4 separate regions of the Sus scrofa genome follow, and all the other regions are linked to region 1. Evidence: chromatin contacts called from public HiChIP or PLAC-seq data. All regions are on one chromosome and are shown on one strand. The core of a region is the stretch at or near the end of the contact, and the rest is flanking DNA. Distances in the headings are between cores, read along the strand shown.

Evidence for each region. HiChIP or PLAC-seq counts read pairs in DNA pulled down with a chosen protein or histone mark.
Region 2: a contact with region 1 is called in an H3K27ac HiChIP or PLAC-seq map of alveolar macrophages. The contact joins two enhancer-like sites. A contact is called at or near these places in 1 of 47 Hi-C or Micro-C datasets (embryonic fibroblasts) and 1 of 2 datasets of contacts at active chromatin or transcription factors (alveolar macrophages).
Region 3: an H3K27ac HiChIP or PLAC-seq map of alveolar macrophages shows a contact between it and region 1. The contact joins two enhancer-like sites. A contact is called at or near these places in 2 of 2 datasets of contacts at active chromatin or transcription factors (alveolar macrophages and skeletal muscle).
Region 4: an H3K27ac HiChIP or PLAC-seq map of alveolar macrophages shows a contact between it and region 1. The contact joins two enhancer-like sites. A contact is called at or near these places in 1 of 47 Hi-C or Micro-C datasets (embryonic fibroblasts) and 1 of 2 datasets of contacts at active chromatin or transcription factors (alveolar macrophages).

The regions. Positions count from the first base shown.
Region 1 is chr1:249,087,853-249,092,374 of Sscrofa11.1, forward strand. No RefSeq gene overlaps it. Among named protein-coding and RNA genes, the nearest start is that of TRNAE-UUC, 450 kb to the right of the region's middle. Within about 2 kb of position 2,504, at least 8 of the 83 cell types and tissues checked have an H3K27ac peak or open chromatin away from gene starts, as enhancers often do. A contact at or near this core is called in alveolar macrophages, where this site is marked.
Region 2 is chr1:249,573,785-249,578,306 of Sscrofa11.1, forward strand. No RefSeq gene overlaps it. Among named protein-coding and RNA genes, the nearest start is that of TRNAE-UUC, 39 kb to the left of the region's middle. Within about 2 kb of position 1,832, at least 5 of the 83 cell types and tissues checked have an H3K27ac peak or open chromatin away from gene starts, as enhancers often do. A contact at or near this core is called in alveolar macrophages, where this site is marked.
Region 3 is chr1:248,771,294-248,775,815 of Sscrofa11.1, forward strand. No RefSeq gene overlaps it. Among named protein-coding and RNA genes, the nearest start is that of KLF4, 160 kb to the left of the region's middle. Within about 2 kb of position 2,763, at least 7 of the 83 cell types and tissues checked have an H3K27ac peak or open chromatin away from gene starts, as enhancers often do. A contact at or near this core is called in alveolar macrophages, where this site is marked.
Region 4 is chr1:248,820,579-248,825,100 of Sscrofa11.1, forward strand. No RefSeq gene overlaps it. Among named protein-coding and RNA genes, the nearest start is that of KLF4, 210 kb to the left of the region's middle. Within about 2 kb of position 2,048, at least 35 of the 83 cell types and tissues checked have an H3K27ac peak or open chromatin away from gene starts, as enhancers often do. A contact at or near this core is called in alveolar macrophages, where this site is marked.

The DNA of each region.
Region 1 (4,522 bases), core at 1,254-3,753:
GACAATGAAAGTGGGGAAGATGAGCCCACGGGAAGGGGTTTCTGCTCCATTCCAATACTCTCCAATAAGGGGGGGGGGTGCACATTCCACCTTTCAGGGGGCCTATGACACCTCCACTCACTTTGAAACTTCAATTTTGGAGCTACTGTATAAAAAGAAACAGGATTTTCTCAAAAGGCAAAGGGTATTGCTGTGGAATAGCTAAAGAAGATCTGTATTATTAAAGGACTCATCACTTCCTATGGCTGAAGCTACACTATGGGACCTGACATCTTTTTTTTTTTTTTTTTTGTCTTTTTGCCTTTTTGAGGGCTGCTCCCGCAGCATATGGAGTTTTCCAGGCTAGGGGTCGAATCAGAGCTATAGCCGCTGGCCTATGCCAGAGCCACAGCAACACGGGGATCCGAGCCGCGTCTGTGACCTACACCACAGCTCATGGCAACACCGGATCCTTAACCCACTGAGCAAGGCCAGGGATCGAACCCGAAGCCTCATGGTTCCTAGTCGGATGCGTTAACTACTGCGCTACGACGGGAACTCCGAGACCTGACATCCTTATGGTCATGTCTACCCAAAGGCCAGGGGACACAGTCGTCAGCTGAAATGTTAGGTCCAAAATATTGGAAGAGCTCAGCTTGACAGTTCTGGGGGGATTTAAAAAGCTCAAGGAGAAAGAAAAAAAAAAGTAGGTAGATTTAATTCAATTCAACAACTGTATGTGAGCATTTACTATGTGTCTGACATTTTTCTAGGGACATGGGATATACCAGTGAACAGGGAAAAAAGTCTTCGCTCATGGAGCTTACGTGCTGGAGGAGGAGACAGATAGTCAATAAACGTCACATCACCAAACAGTATGTTCCAAGTTGGTAACTGCTGTGGAAGCGAAAAAACATTGAGCGTGGGAAGGGCGTGGGGGATGTTGGGAAATAGGCTGCAGAATTAAACAGGTGGTCAAGTTCAGTGTCATTAAGAGGAGGCGCTCAAAAGCAAAGACATGAGGAAGGCAATGAAGTTAGCCTAGAGGTTCTGCAGGAGAAGGATTCCAGAGAGATAGAGGAGTTCCCTGAAAGAGGCAAGCCAGGAGTGTGCCAGACAGCAAGGAAGTCAGCGAGGCTATAGCGAAGTGAGTAATGTGGGGAAAGCCTGAGACTCAGAGACAAGGGATAAGGGGAGGTCCTGTAAGGTCTTTGAGGCCACTGTGAAATTGCTGTCAGGATACAATACTACGAAGTCTGAATGCCTAGGGAACTTGCATAGCTCAGATAGGGAAAAAATAGGGAGAAATAACAAAATCACAGTCCCTGCCTTCAAGAAGCTCACTGTGTGGTGGGAAAAGTACGTAAGTGTACATATAAGAATAATACACGTAATAAGTAGATAATGCAGTAGACAAAGACTGTGATGTCAGGGGGGAAAGGAAAATCTATGAGCCTATTTGGAGGAATCACAGAAGACTCCTTAGAGGAAAAGCATCCTACCCGAGCCAATGGGTTCAAGACAAGGATAAGATCGATGTACATTTTACATTACAGATGTGCTTGAGGACACTGGGGCTCCTAGGAGGTAGGTGGCTTGCTCCAATCACCCAGCACTCAGCCTCTAGTCCAGGCTACTTCCTACTTCAGAGCAGTCACCTCGCCCACATGCAGACGCAGTGGGAGTTCTGTTTGAAGTGACTCTTCCCTTCTAGGCCAGGGAATAAAGAGCTGTTGCTGAGCCTACCCTCCCTGCTTCTGACATTACTAGCTGCACGCAGTGGGAGCATCTCTCAATAGATACGCCCCCTTCAATAAAATCTAGACTGTGGACATTGTACAGATGACCCTGTGCAAATGAATTTCCCATGCTGGTAAATCCTAGAGCAGAACAAGGAAGATCTAAAATCAAACAAAAAAATATGTGAGTAATCTAATAAAGGATTCACTGGAAATTTAAGGTCTTCCAGGTCAGTAAACCAGAACATTGAAGTGTATTCTTAGTCGAGCAGAAAGTTTGCAAAAGTTGGTATTAGGCAGACCTGGGTTCATATCCAGGTTCAATCATTTGTTAGCTATGTGACCATGGGCCTGTTTTGCTTCTCTGTTACATGAGATCATAATATTTGCCTTTCCTATCACCTCCCAGCTCTCTTCTGAGGAGCATGGCTATGAAAGCATGCGGTAAACTGTAAAGTGCTGTACCCATGTTGCATGTCTCCATTCTAGAGGGGACATTTAAAAAAAACCAAAACTTGATTGGCTCATTTGATCAACATGACAAGTTTTTGCAATCTTTTTGAGTCCACAGCCTCTTTGTATGAGAAACTTAAAATCTCACAGAACTTCTTGCTAAAGCCTTCATGTTACAATTGATCAAAAAAGGACCCATTTACAACTGCATGGCAAAGTAGAGGCGAATCTGGGCTCGGATCCCCTGACTCATCTTTCAGGTCTCTTTCAAATAGACTACACAATGTGACTGATAGATCATGTGAGTGAAGGTTCTTCCTGCTCTGGCTGAGTCAGAGAGACAGGAAGTATTATTTCCTCCTGGGGCTCTTTCACTGGTAGCACCTTGCATTTCCTTCCACACCAAGTACTTGCCCTGCTTTTAAAAGCATTTCTTTTTTTTCATAAAACACAATTTATCAAGCACCTATTGGGTACTAGACTGACATAAGAGCTTTCATGAAAACTGCTCTCTTTAATTCTCTCAGTAACCCAGTGAGTTGTTAGTACTACCATTTTGCAGATGAGAAAACTAAGGCTCTGGGAGCTGGAGTGTCTCTCCCAAGATCATATGTTGGAGGCAGCAAAGGTGAGTCGGAACCCACCTCTGAAGGCACCATGCCTCACTGTCTTCCCACTTTACCTACACTGTATATGCCACTTTCCCTTTTAGCCTCTGGCAGAAGCTGGAAGTCTGGATAAGAAAAAATCTAATTAAAGAAAGCAATTGAAAAAAAAATAGACTTGAGGAGTAGAATTAACATCACAAATTAGATGTTGGGGATGACCTGATTTTTTCTTACAAATTATAAAAAATAGAGCTAACGATATTCTCCACATACACAGTCACTTTCATCTAATGCAGTTTCACAAGTACGATGCAGATGAATCATAGGTAGGATTTACGAGTGAGTCTAATATGTAGCAATGTGGGAGGGCCTATTAGAGATAGTGTCTATGTCATAACAGAGGCACTGAAATCAGAACTGCTTAAATCAGAGAACAGTTGGCAGATGTGAAGGAATTTTTTTTTTTTTTTTACTATTGTAAATATATCCAAGTATAAAGAAAAGAGTGAAAATCACCCAAGCTCAGCTATCTAGAAGCAATCACTCCTGATATTGTAGTACAGTTTTTCCTTTTTTGTCCTCAAACTTCGCTTTTTGAAAATATTAGGCAAAATTAGGCTGTACGTAAATGTATATATTTTGCTTTTGCACTTGGTGGTATTAGTATTATTTACTACGATATAAAACACACTTCAAAAATAATATTTAGTGGATAAATCATATTCCATTACTGGAATGAAAGAAAAACATATCAAAGAAATACCCTGGAGGGGTGAAAAATGAGGACAAAAACCAAATGTGGAAAAAGAAAAGGTGATATGGGTTCCAGGTTTTTGAAGCAAAAGATAAGGTCTTTGTGAGAGAAGATGGAATGAACTCTCTCATTTCAGGATCTCCGGCCTCCCCAGTTCTAGTTAACATTCTTGTGGTAACGGTTTGGTTGACTCAAACTGGCTGGGTGCCACAGTCTAGGGGTTGGTTAACTTTTTCTGTAAAGAGCCAGATAGTGAATAGCTTAGGTTTTGAGAGTTGTATGCTCTCTGTTGCAATCACTCGACTCTGCCATTGTAGCAAGAAAACAGCAATATATGATATATACACAAATGAGCCTGGCTGTATTCCCATAAAATATTATTTACAAAAATAGGCAATGGGTGGGATTTGGTCCTCGCAAGGGGATTTTTTTTTTAATTAGTCTTAGTCTGGGCTGGGCTCTGTGTAGACCTGTATAGATACAGAGCAGGATAAAACTTTGTCTTTACCATCAAGGAATGGGGAAAGATAAGAAAAAGGATTATTGCAATGCAGCATATCAAGAGCAATAAACAAGAGAGCAAAGAGAAAGAAGCCAAGTGGTCTCCTCTGAGCAATGAGGAAGGCTTCACAAATGGAAGGATGTCTAGGCTGGGTTTTGCAGAGTGGGAATTCATGTACATATGTCCATTCTGTTGGTTGCTTGTTGGATTTCTTCTCCAAAAGGTTTGGGTGTGTCTCCATGGAAGACATCCTGGGCCGGGCCCAGGCCAGTAAAATTTCCCAGGAAGCTGGTGTGCACTTTCCAGAAGAAACTTCAGTAAACTATTGCCCTGGCTTATTTTTCACCCTTACCTGATCAACCTATGAAAACAGCTGGTACTTCTTTGAAATCCTTCTGTGTTGTATTTATTTGGTGTGTAGACATGTTATACAAAGTACTAAAGATTAAATCACAGGGAATTGTTTCAAGATACAAATTCCACCCCC
Region 2 (4,522 bases), core at 582-3,081, 490 kb after region 1:
TATGGTTTATCATAGAATATTGAATAAACGTCCCTGTGCTATACAGTAGGATCTTGTTGTTCATCTATTCTGTATGTAACAGTTTGCACCTGATAATCTCATACTCCCATCCCTCCCCCCTCTTCCCTCCCCTTTGGCAAGCACAAATCTGTTCTCTATGTCTACGAACCTGTTTCTGTTTCATAGATAAGTTCATTTGCGTCATATTTTAGATTCCCCATAAAAGTGGTACCATATGGTATTTGCCTTTCTCTTTCTGACTTACTTCATTTAGTAATCTCTAGGTCCATCCATGTTGCTGCAAAGGGCATTAATTTATTCTTTTTTATGGCCTATTAGTATTCTGGTGTGTGTGTGTGTGTGTGTGTGTGTGTGTGTGTGTGTGTGTGTGTGTGTGTGTGTGTGTGTGTGTGTATCACATCTTCTCTATCCATTTATCTGTCAATGGACACTAGATTGTTCCCATGTCTTGCCTATTGTAAATAGTGCTGCTATCTATGAACATAAGGGTACATGTGTCTTTTTGAATTACAGGTTTGTCTGGGTTTATGTCCAGGAGTGGGATCGCTAGATCATCTGTCAACTCTATTTTTAGTTTTTAAAGGAATCTCAGTACTGTTCTCCAAAGGGCTTCACTAGTTTACATTCTTATCAACATTGTGAAAGGGTTCCCTTTTCTCCATATCCTCTACAGCATCTATTATTTGCAGACTTTTTTTTGGGGGGGGGGGGCTGCACCTGTGGCATATGGCAGTTCCCAGGCTAGGGGTCAAATCGGAGCTGCAGCTGCCGGCCTGTGCCACAGCCACCACAACAACACCAGATCCGAGCCGTATATGCAACCTACACAGCAGCTTGCAGCAATGCCAGATCCTTAACCCACTGAGCGAGGCCAGGGATTGAACCTGCAACCTCATGAATACCAGTAAAGTTCTTAACCTGCTGATCCACAATGGGAACTCCTGAAGACTTTTCAGTGAGGGCCATTCTGAATGATGTGAGGTGGTACCTCATTGTAGTCTTGATTTTCATTTCTCTACTAATTAGAGGTGATGAGCATCTTTTCAGGTGTCTATTGGCCATTTGTATGTCTTCTTTGGAGAAACATCTACTTCAGCTCTTTCTATTGGTAAAAGAAGGCATCTTGATGTAGGCAAAGACATTGAACTTGGATACAACAGTATATAAGCAGTGGCATAGCAAGTTGCTTGTCGATTTAGATACTCTATTAAACTAGCAAATAGCAATAATACTGTTTATTACATAAGCTACCATATATATAGTATCTAGTATAAGCCTACTTGATAGATAAAAGATCTTTAGTGCCTACTTTAAGTTGATTAACGACTGCTGTATCAGGCAGGAAGTTTGAACTTGAGCCAAGCCAATATCAACATGAAGTGGGTCAATTCAATAAAATGTGCCTCAGTTTTCCTTTCTCCAAAATACCTGCTTCTGCCTTCAAAACAGAACTACAGAGGTAACTAAAATAAAAGGAAGGCCTTTGAACCCTTGGAGAAGAGATACCAGAGAAATCTAAACTCTTATTACTTGTCTTTGCTAAGTAATACTAGGGATTTTCCCCACCAGGAAATAGTTCTCCACTCCTAAGAAAGCATATTGTCCATATCAGGCAAATGCTACAGTGCTGACCTATTTACCAGTGTCAAATATAATCTTGGCAATGCTTTTAGTTAACTGAGTTCATTATGCTTAAGGACACAGAGTCAGGTGAACAGGGAAATACCAAGAGGGCCTCCTCCTGCATGCTACATATGGGAGTGACTGGACAGGTTTGGGGCGCTGACTCGTCAGCAACAAAAGAGAATTAAACCAAACCTTCCTGTTTAGTTGTCATGCTATTCTGACACTCCTGGGATTTCCCATTTTCTATTCTACCACCCAATGGCAGAGTCCTTCTTTCCTAGAGAACACGGATCCAAGCCCTCCTTTCTTGGTTACTTATACTTGGCACTTGACTGACAGGCATTCCAACTGCTGCCATTTTAGAGCCAACAATTGGAATTTCACTCAGATTAAAAAAAAAAAAAATTACTTCTACAATAGGAGTGAAACACTCATGGAAATTTGGCTTTGAACTGATTTAGAGCCTACTTTGGCAAAGGAGGAAAAATACATTTTCACAGTTGCTTCAAATGGTAGCAAACCTCCACATAGGTCCACAGCCTGAAAGAGGCAGCTCGTAAAACCTTAGAAAACTTGTCAGTAAAACAAATTTTATTTCTCTGGGACCAATCCCTCCTGAAAATACCATGCCAGGTCCTTGATGGAATTCTAAACAATGAGCACACCACCAAAAAAACACAAATCCTTGTCTTCAAAGAAAATGAAGTCTTTGAGCAGCACTGTCTCATTAATCCTCATGATAAATATATAAGGAAGTCAAGAACAGTCATTACGTTTTTCCCATTCTGCAGATTTTGTGGGCTCCAACACTTGCCTAGGGTAACAGGAAATATTTGTGGCACAGCCCAGCCTTCAGGTCTGGCCAGACTCCTGGGAAATTACTGCTTTCTCATAGGTTCTTGTATCATCATATGGTCACTCTCTTATTCACACACTGGGCAAACATTCACTGAATGCTGACTCCACGCCAGGCATTGAGCTATGTGCCAGTATAGGAAACTGATTAAGGAAAGGTCCTGCCCCAGAAAAATGTACAGTCTAAGAGAAGGCCGGACGTAAGTAGAAAATTACAAGATCCAAGAATTATAAGCAATATAGCTGAGTGCTTAAGAGCATGGCTGGTGCAAAGGAGATCTAGGAGACCTGGGTTCAAATTCCTGCTCAGTCTCACATTTGCATTTTCCTATGGCACTTATCTCCTTCTAAGGTACTATATAATTTACCTCTATAAGGACAAGTATCTTTTGGCTGTTTGTTCAGGGATGTGTCTTCAGGGGCCTGGCACATAATTGGTGTTGAATAAACATCTGTTGAATGAATAAATTCACTATATGACCCTGGGAAATTTATCTTCTTTGAGCCTCAGGTTCCTCATCTGTAATACAGGGGTTGTCAGGGGGACTGTGCTAAATAACATACACCAGTGCTCAGCACAGAGACTAAGCCTTAAGAAACAAAGTGGCCACAATGGTTAAATATTTATGATACAGTAGTCTCCAGTGCTGTGAGAGCACTAAAAACCATTAACAATCTCTACTTAGAGATATCAGATAAGCCTGAAAAATGAGTAGTGGAAGAAAAAGTGAAAGGAAAGGACTCAAATCACAAGAAAGCCATGATGGGGACTAAGAAGATTTCACTGGAAGCTACATTTTGTTCACAGTTTTCCATCCCTGCGCTCCCATGGACTTCTGTACTGTAGAGGTCCCTCCTCCTGGATGGTTTTCAGAGCCCAGCAGAGAGCAAAAGTTCCTAATTCCTCCTACACAAAGGCCTCTCCTTCAGCATCAGCCACAGGTTGGATTCTTTGTGCTCAGTACAAACCCAATGAAATGAGGCTGACCATGTAGTGACTGCAACAAGTAAAACAAGAGGCTTTCCGCTGGATGACACACCTCTGATTCAGTCTGCCCTGACAAAGCTGGAGATTAAGTTTCCTTGCCTAAAGCGGCAAGGAGAAACATGACACCCTTTACTGGCTATGAGTGGAACACACTTTATTAACCCAGCCTTAATTATATTCCATTTTGAGATTCAATAGTTTCGATTGCAACACTACATGAAACCAGGGGGAATTGCACCCCATGGGACTCGCCACTAACAAGATCAGAAAAGTGCCTCTAAAACAGTGACCAGCTTCTGCCAACCAGTCAGTAGTGAGCAGCCTGGAGCCCTTGCCTAGCTCTGGGGGAGCCCCAGAGGTGGCCAAATCAGGACACGGCTGGGACGGCAGTAAGCTCTGTAACATGAATCTGGTCTCTATTTGTAAAGAAATAATGTCTCACTGCGAAAAGCAAGAAGCAAATGTGGCAGGATTTACATGAAGCCTTAACTTGATACAGTGAACAGCACTATGTCCACACAGACACTCATTCTCATCTGATCATCGTAATCCCTCTCTTCTCACCCTCAGTTCTTGCAAGAGACAGAAAATGACCTTTTACTTTTCAGTAACAGATTAGAGTCAATCTTAATCAGAGGCAAGTGAACTAATCTTGCACTATTTTTTAGGTCAAGTTTTCTCCAAATATTTTGCCTACCATCCTTCACTTTTCAAATAAGGCTACTGAGACAGCTGATTGATCCAAGAGTTGAGTGTCTTTGTTATAATTATCAATAAATACAAGTTGTTGGGCATTTGCTAATAATTATGTTAGGAGTTTTGCATGTATTATCTCATTAAATCTTCACAATAGCTTACAAGGTGGACATCTGCCTTCCATTTTTTCAGTTTCCACAATCAGAAAAAAGAAGTGCAGTTCATATCTAAATCTATGTGAGGCCTAAGCTAGCACCATTTTCGCTACACTCTGCCTCCACTGGATTGCAGGATCTGAGAAGACATGGGGCACTGCCTGAATTATCTGGGTCCCCC
Region 3 (4,522 bases), core at 1,513-4,012, 320 kb before region 1:
AAATAAAAAAAGTAAAAAAAAATAAATGTAGCACTTGTGACTTGTTGGGGACAGCCATTTGGACTTATTCAACCATGCTGCTGCGACGCCATGCACTTTGGCCTCTGTCTCCCCTTGGTTTCGGCAGATGTCACTGTCTCTAGTCCTGGCTGCTGCTTCCCCTGAAAGCTCTGGACAGTTTTGAAGTTTAGAAAGAAATCTCTGGTCTAACCTTTAAAATCTGCCTGCCTGTTGCTCCGAGTCTCTGCTCCTGCTCTTCACTCAGCCGGCTCCTCTATCCGTGGGGACAGCCTTGGAGATTTTTCTTTGGGCTTTTTAGGGCCACACACACAGCATAAGGAAGTTCCCAGGCTAGGGGTCGAATCCCAGCTGCAGCTGCCACCTACACTACAGCCACAGCAACATGGGATCCGAGCTGCTTCTGTGATCTATACCATAGCTCGCCGCAATGCTGGATCCTTAATCCACTGAGTGAGGCGGAGGCCAGGGATGGAACCTGCATCCTCATGGATACGGTCAGGTTCTTCACCTGCTGAGCCACAGCAGGAACTCCAGCCTTGGAGATTTTTTTGTGACAACCCTCATCCTTCCCAGGCCGTTTTCTTCTCCAGACCAAGTGACTTTCCTTCTTTTCTCACATGATGTCCAGAACCTCCATGGGCTCCGTTATCGATTCTGCTTTTCTGTTAGGTCGGAGCATTTCAATAGAGTTATCTAAGGGCAGAAGAGAGTAGACAGGGGTCCTGCAAGGGGCCTGGGTCCACGGCTCGGAGGTGCTGGACACAGGCAAGGTGTTTCATAGATGATTTACGTTTTACCTTAGTGATGATGAGGCTGGTTTGCCTTCCATTCCACATTTAATCTAAGGCTGTGTAACATAAATACAGCAGTCCTTTGCATTCTCCTGTTTTCTTCTGCCACGTGGCTGTAGGGATGGTCAGGCCCCAATGGAGAAGCTCTCACGAGGTCCGTGGGTCCTTGTCTGTAGGTCTTGAGACTCTCAGTGTGGTTTATAAGTGGTCAAGAAGGCCGTTCACATAGAGCTGTTGTCGAAGGGCGGGGGCTGGGGTGGGGGGAATGTGTGGTGAGGGACTGGGGGCGGGGCTGGAAATAGTGTATGGAATTCAGGTGGTGTCTGTCAACCCTGTGGTCCTAGCAACCCTACCTAAGGGACCGATGGGATGGGGGTGGTGTTCCAGCGCACAGACCTGTGGAAGAGCCGTCACTATAGCTGTTAAAAGTCATGGTCAAATAGCCGTGTGCATGTGGGGAACACCGAGGCATATCATTTGGAAGGCTGGGAAGAATGGGGAGGGTCTCTACAGACTGGCTTAGAAGGCGGTCCAAGGTATACTTTAAAGTGAAAACCGAAATCAGGCTAAGAACGTTCTGTAGAGTGCAATTCCATTTTTTGGTGTAAAGAAAATTATATATGTTGTCAAGTCCTAGAGAAACACCTGGAAGAAGGTGTGCACTTAACTCTTAAAAGCGCCAACCTTGCAGGGCGGAGAGAGGGTGGGAGGTTGGTTTTTAAAAAATGTCATGGACTATATATTTTCCACTTTCTTTCATTCTAGATATTTTCTGTAGATCTCTTTTTCTTTTTCTTTATGTGTTTATATATATATAGTCTTTTTAGGGCCGTACCTGTGGCATTTGGAGGTTCCCAGGATAGGGGTCGAATCGGAGCTGTAGCAGCCCACCTACACCACAGCCACAGCAACATGGGGTCCGAGCCACGTCTGTGACCTACACCACAGCTCGCAGCAACACCAGACCCTTAACCCACTGAGCGAGGCCGAGGATGGAACGTGTGTCCTCATAGATACTTGTCAGATTAACGAATCCACTGAGCCACGACAGGAATGCCAATGTTTCTATATTGTTTAAATTAAGGTGTATTGCTCTTGTAAATAAAACCAAGGCTTTCTAAAAAGGAATCCTAGGAGTTCCCTGGTGGCCTAGCTGTTAAGAATTTGGCAGTTGTCACCGCTGTGGCAAGGGTTCAAACCCTGGCTGGGGAATTTGCTCATGCCATAGGCATGGTCAAGAAAATAAGTAATAAAAATTTTTTTTAAATAAAAAGGAACCATACATAGTATGCACCTCTTTCTTTTTTTCTCTTAATAATAGGTTTCAACAGTATAAAACTAATACATCATCGTATAAATTTAAAAAGCATAAAAAGTTATACAATGAATAGTAGGTCTGCTCACCACCCCACTCCCCAGAATTTCTGTGCAGATCCAACCATGTATATGACAAAATGTCTTTTTAAAACCACTCATGTACAAATGTGAGCCCACAGTGTTCTGCACTCTGTTTTCTTTAACTTCCTAATATATCATGTGGCGTTTTTTCCTATAATGACATATGCAGATTATCATACGGTGGTTCCATGATTTACTTACCAGACATTTAGGTTATTTTTTCCTATTACAAACAGTGCTGTAAATGATGTATGTGGTACATACATATAACAGGATGGTAAAATGAGGCTCTTTTAGTCTCCGTGTCTGACTGAGGCTCCAAATCCCTAGAAACAACACAGTCAGTCCTAAATGTCTCCCAGCTCCCCAGTCCTAAATGAGGTGCTAGCCCACCTAGGCAGGCCCTGCTGAGACTGCGCAGCCAGACCTGCCAGCATGGACCATCCCCTGACTCCAGCCTTCAGGAAGTGGCAGAGATGACAGGGAGAGGCTGGGAAGGGTTTGGAGGGTGTTGTCAGGGTGTGTCCTGTCCCTCCCCACCCTCATCTCCGGTGAAAGTGAAACTTGGACTAAGTCGAGTGAGAAAGGCTTGGAGGGGACTCTGGAAGAACGTGCATTGGTCTCTGGGACCTGAGTTCACAAGCATAAAACCCAGGAGGCTGGGCTGGGTAGGGCTTAGGGCTTAACCCTTCAGCCAGCAAAGGCTAGAAGCACCTATATAATGCGCATTTAAAAAAAGGACCAGAGGGAGTTCCTGTCGAGGCTCAGTGGTAAGGAATCTGACTAGGATCCATGAGCACACGGGTTCTATCCGTGGCTTTGCTCAGTGGGTTAAGGATCCGGCATTGCTGTGAGCTGTGGTGTAGGTCGCAGATGTGGCTTGGATCCTGTGTTGCTGTGGCTGTGGCATAGGCCGGCAGCTGCAGCTCTAATTCCACTCATAGCCTGGAAACGTCCATACGCTGTGGGTGTGACCTTCAAAAGGCAGTCGATCAATCAATCAATCAACAGATTTAAAAAGTAACAGAAGGAGAGACTCAGAGACTGGAGCCACTTGAAAGACTTTTCCCAGCAGGCTTTCAGAAAGAACTGAAGAACTGTTGGATGCCCAGGACCTAAGGCAGAAATTAAAGGTAGCACAAAGGAGGAAGCCTAATTAGCTTCTTTCAAGGCAAGTTTTCAAGGGTGGGATTTCTGGGAGACCTGCACCAGCCACCCAGCCCAGAGGGCAGCAGTACCAGGCAAGTGAAAGCCCATCCCTTCCTCTGTTCCCTCATCTAGTCCATCCTGAGGAGGTAGTGAGGTGAGGAGGAGGGAGTGATGTGGAAGAGAATAGACAGCCCTGCTTCTCTCCCCCACAACTGGCATCCACGCTTGAAGCAGAGCAGCTGAGGAAGGGTCGGAGATGATGATGAAGTTGGGATGAAATTTATTCAGAGTTTTGGTAAATACACTGAAGTGTGCTTTGAAATTGCAGAGACATTCTGTGAATTAGAGGACCAGGTAAATGAGTTCGAAGGGTGAGAAAAAAACACTTGCATTCTATCTGCCCCTCACTCGGTCCAGCTCATTTGATACCTTCTGTGAACGTGTGTGATTTTATATATAGCATAAATTTCTATAAGTGGAATTTCTGTGCAAATAGTATGCTTTTAGTTTTGATAGATGTAGTCAAATCGTCCTCCAAATAATTTATTCCCATATACATTTTCCCGGGGATGAACGTTAAAGTGGCGTTTTCCTGACACAACTTTTCTGTAAGTTTCAAACATTCTAGTCTTTGCTACTCTACTAGGTCAAAGAAAAATTATATTTCATATATAGAGATATTTTCATTATGAGAGAAATTAAGATAATTGTATCTCTTTTTCTGTGAACACCATTGCAAACGTCTCTTTCTATCCATTTTCCCCCATTGAATTGTCTTTTTCTTATTAATTTGTCAGAACTCTTTACATATTAAGGCATTAACCCCTGGCCTATCATGTATGTTACAGATATTCGTCCACATGTGTTATTTACCTTTTGTTGTAGGTTACTGTGCACTAATGAACTTTCAAGTGTGTGGATGCTATTGTATAAAATGAGTATAAATTTACCCTAGAGTGCTCCTAAATAAATAGATTTTTTTGCTTTAATATTTTCTCCATAAATAGATGCTACAAAATAAAACCACAGCTGGAAAGGGATGGACCTTGAGGTCAAGAGTTTGGGACCTACTATTATAGGCTCTACTGGTTCTCCCTAACTTGTGCCATCCAGAGCTGAGCCCAGTCTTCCTGGGTTCAAGTTCAGTGTGTATGTTTCTTGTG
Region 4 (4,522 bases), core at 798-3,297, 270 kb before region 1:
CTTCTTCTCAATGATTCTGCTGGGGTAACACTCCAAATACATGTGCTGTTTATTCAACTCAGGGCTTTGGGGAGACAAAAGAGTAGGGGGGCCCTCTGGGCTCTTCCCAGTATGCCAGCTCCATGTCTGCTGGCCAGAGCACTGTGCATCTGCAAACCCCACCCCACAGAGGACCTCATAAGTGCTTGTCACTGGGCACACAAGTTCAGGGGGTCATGGGCACTCTCTCGCGGTGGGCTGTGACATTTCAGGACGTCTCCATACGACAGACTGCTAGCTTTGGGCACCCAAGGCAGATCTGACCTGTTCTTCCCTTCCTCACCAGGACTTGAACAAAAGGGGAGTGGGCAGTTCCTGTTGTGGCTCAGCAGTAAAGAACCCAACTGGTATCCATGAGGATATGGGTTCGATCCCTGGCGCTGCTCAGTGGGGTAAGGATCTGGCATTGCCGTGAGCTCTGGTGTAGGTGGCAGATGTGGTTTGGATCCCAAGTGGCTGTGGTTGTGGTGTGGGCCAGCAGCTCCAACTCCAAGTCGACCCCTGTCCTGGGAACCTCTATATGCCATGGATATGGCCCTGAAAAGACAAAAACAAGCAAACAAACAAAAAACCAGAAGAGCAGGAGTTCCCATCGTGGCTTAGCGGAAACGAATCTGACATCCATGAGGACGTGGGTTCGATCCCTGGCCTCACTCAGTGGGTTAAGGATCTAGTGTTTCTGTGAGCTGTGGAGTAGGTCACAGACGCGGCTGAGATCCTGTGTTGCTGTGGCTCTGGTGTAGGCCAGGAGCTGTAGCTCCAATGCGACTCCCAGCCTGGGAACCTCTATATGCCACATGTGCGGCCCTGAAAAGACAAAAAAACAAAACAAAACAAAACAAAAAACCAAAAAACAAAAAATAAAAAACAACCCAGAAGAGCAGCAGCCTGTGTCTCAGCCAGGTTGTGGGTGGCCTGAGGGGAAGGTGAGGATACATGGCTGGAGGCTCACTGGCTGGGGTGAACACCAGCTCTCTGCTGTCCGTGCCACCTTGGACTAGGCACTCCACTCCCCTGCCCTCTACCTTTATATGCCAAGAGGAAGGCACAGACTGGGATCAATGCCTTCAATGAACCTGGCTCCAGAACAATGGCACCAACGGTAACCAGAACTCACATTGTTGTCATAGAAAGCGGTTGCCTGTGTCATCGCGTCAGAATCTAGAACAAAATAGGTGACAGGTGAGGGTCTCTGAGTGCTAGAAAGCATCTCTGCAAGTTTTTTTTTATCGAGAAGATGCACCCATGGAAGTCATATGTGTTACTGAACCAAGGAAAACCATGCTGGGTCAGACAGGACGACCCTAGAGGAAAATAATGAACATCTTTCACGTCTTTGTTGAGAATCTTTGGTTGTTCTGGTCTCTGACTCAGCTTTTCCCCTGGAATCCTATTATACAAATATCTCTAGTAGGGTAAAATGGGTTAAAATGATTTCTGTATAAGCTGCTGAGGGATCCCAAAGAGGGAGAGATGAACTTGGTCTAGGGATGGGGCAGGAGGTTAGAAAAGGAGGGGATATTTACATTGGGTTTCAAAGGATGAATAGAAGTTTTCTGAGAAGAGAAGCGAGAAAAGCATTCATTATAAAGACAGTAACATGTGAAATCTTATTTAAAAGGTAGTGAATGGGTTCAACTTGACTGGGGTATAGGGAGAAATAGGGGGAGATAAAGCCTCAGAGGGTGAAGAGCTAGAAGTTGGGAAGGCTGAGAAGCCTGGACACTGTCCTTACAGTTCACAGGGGCCCTAGAGGGGTGAAGTAACTTTTTCTGCAGCAGGTTCAAGGCACCTTGAACCTTGCCCTTTTCACCCCCAACCCCATTTCCTTCCCTTTCCATCTTCCTGTCTCTCTGACAATGACTTCAAGCAGGGCTCAGCTGAGTAAGTGAATGTTCAGAAATCCTTCTCAGAAAACAAAAAACAGAAACAAAACAGAAACCTGAGGATTTCACTACTCAAAGCACGGAGGGAAGAGACAGGCCCAGGCAAGAACCCAGTTGTAGCAGGGCTGGGCGGGTCTGGCCAGCTGACCGGAGCTGTCTGGGCTCCTGCTGAGGAGAGCAGCCCTGGGCTCCCCTTAAGCTTTGCTTTTCCTTTTGGGGGGAGAGGGGGGTGGGTGGAGGGAAGGAATCTCAGAGAAAATATTTGTCACGAAAAGGAAATCTTGGCTGGCCCCAGAAATCGCAGATAATTAAGAGATATGATTTATCACGGGTGATGCTTCCCAGGCATGGCCAGAGTGTGAGTAAGTGTTTTTCAGGCTGCTTGGGAAGGCTCTGCCCACACGTCAGAGGCTTGGCTCTGCCGTCGCCAGGACACCAGCAGGGCCTGGGCAGAGGCTCTGGGTCTCCACAGTGACTGCTCCCTGCGAGCCAGCCCTGCCCTGCCAGGGAGGTGGGGAGGATGCTGGCTCCCAAGCAGGACAGACCCAGGGTGCATGCCAGCCTCTGATAGAGCATTCAGCATCACTCAGCTTCACTGGGCCTCGCTTTCCGCCTTCAGAGGATGAACACAGAGGATCTCACCCCCTGGGGACACGGCAATGTCTGGAGACATGTTTTGGCAGTCACAGGGGGCAGGGGCACCCCTGGCATCTGGTGGGGAGAAGCCAGGCACGGTGACCACGCTCCCATGTAGAGGACAGCCCCCAGCAACCAAGAGGGATACAGCCCTGAACATCATGCGTGTCGAGGCCGAGTCAAAGCAGATAGAGACCTCAGAGCTGGTGAGATGAAGGTAGTCACGTGTCCACATGGCCCGATGTGGTGCCCGCACTGGTTCCATGGCAGTTTAAGAAGTGGTAGCAAAAGTCATTTCTCTTGGAAGGCATGGGCCACCAGGCTGGGGTCGGTCTGCAGGAGAGACACCACGTGGCATGAAAAGGAGGCCAACCAGGGCCTTCCCTCCCTGGAACCCCTCCCTCCCTCCCTTCTTCCCTCATTTTCAGACGTGCCTATGAGGCACCAGGAAAACCAGGAACGTGGGCTTTAGTAGTGCACAGAACAAAAAGGTCCCTGTCCTCACAGAACTTTCCTTCTAGTGCATTTCCCACAAATGAAGACATGACACTGTATCAAGTGGTAAATAGTTCCTACAAAGAACAAGAATGCCTTGACTGGAAATTTTAGCTTTGGCGTTTTGTTGCTCCGTGTCCTGAAAATGACTCGGCGAGGCCTCTGATTTGTCCATCTCCTGCTTTGATTTCTCAGATCCCACCCATCCTTTCAGAAAAATAACAAGTTATTGTTGCAGAGGTCCCTGCATTTTCCAGCTGCGCTTTTGTAAGAAGCACTTTCCCCAAATAAAACAGTCGAGCAAATAAAAGCTATGTCAAGTGGTAAACAATAAAGAAGAAGAAAGCGTGGTGGAGGGTCTGGACAGTGTGGGTGGGGGGCTGTATGTGCCATGGCAGGAGGTGAGGGCAAGGCCCTCTGATAGGGTGGCCTTCTGATAGGGTGGCGTGTGAGCAGAGCGCTGGAGGAAGCCAGGGCGGGTGTCCAGCAGAGTCAGCATCCTCCGCTGATCTGGAGCGCCTCTCCTGTCCCCAGGGCGGCTGACAGCCCTTCTCGGATGACCCAGCCGTTGTTGGCAGGGGTGAGGGTCCCAGCCAGCTCCCCAGGTTGGAGCCACACAGGGAGGTCAGTGGGATCAGCTCGGCCTGACGGCCCGCCCTGCGGCTGGCCAAGAGGGTGTTTGCAGAAGGAAGGGTGAGGGTTTTAGTTGATTAGGGTCCATGTGCTCAGGCCCTGGCTTGAAGGGAGCCTGGCAGGGTGCCCAGGGGGTGAGCTGTTGGCTCTTGGGCTCCCCGAAGCGGGGGATGGGGCTATTTGTACTCCACCCCCGGGCCCTGGCAGCCAAGCTGGGGCTGCCTGCCACAGCAGAGGCAAGGCCAGCTTCCAACTTCAGGAGGAGTGTGTCTGGCCGTGGGCCTTTGCCATGGTGGGTGGGGGAGTGAGAACTTTAGGGGAAAAAAAAAAAAAATAAAGACGCCACTTTTGGACTATTCTCTTTATAGGTTCCCTAGTCTTTTTTTTTTTTTTTTTTCCTCCTCTTCACTCTTTTAACGCCTGTGAGAGATAGAAAGGAAGAATCACCAGGACTGGTGTCTGAGGGCCAAAGGAGGTACAGGGGCTTGGAGAGAGAGAGATGGGGTGGTCAAAATATCTCCAGTTCATCGATCTTTGTTTCCAGTTAGCAAGTCTTCACGGAGGATCTCCTGCACGGCCAGGAATAACTAGACAACGCAGTCTCAGGGAACTAGGAATGCAGAGGGGACCACATCTGTCTTATCCATGGTGACAGCCTGAAGGCCCAGCATAGAGCTCCAGCGGTGCAATGAATTCTTGGGGTTTATGGACCAGTTGGGGAAAAAAGGCAAATGGCAGGAGACCACCTTTGGGTCATCTAGGTTGGGAATTACCATTATGCCTGTGATGAGTGTTTGGGGCAGTGGCCTGGAGAGGAGATGCGAGCTTGGACA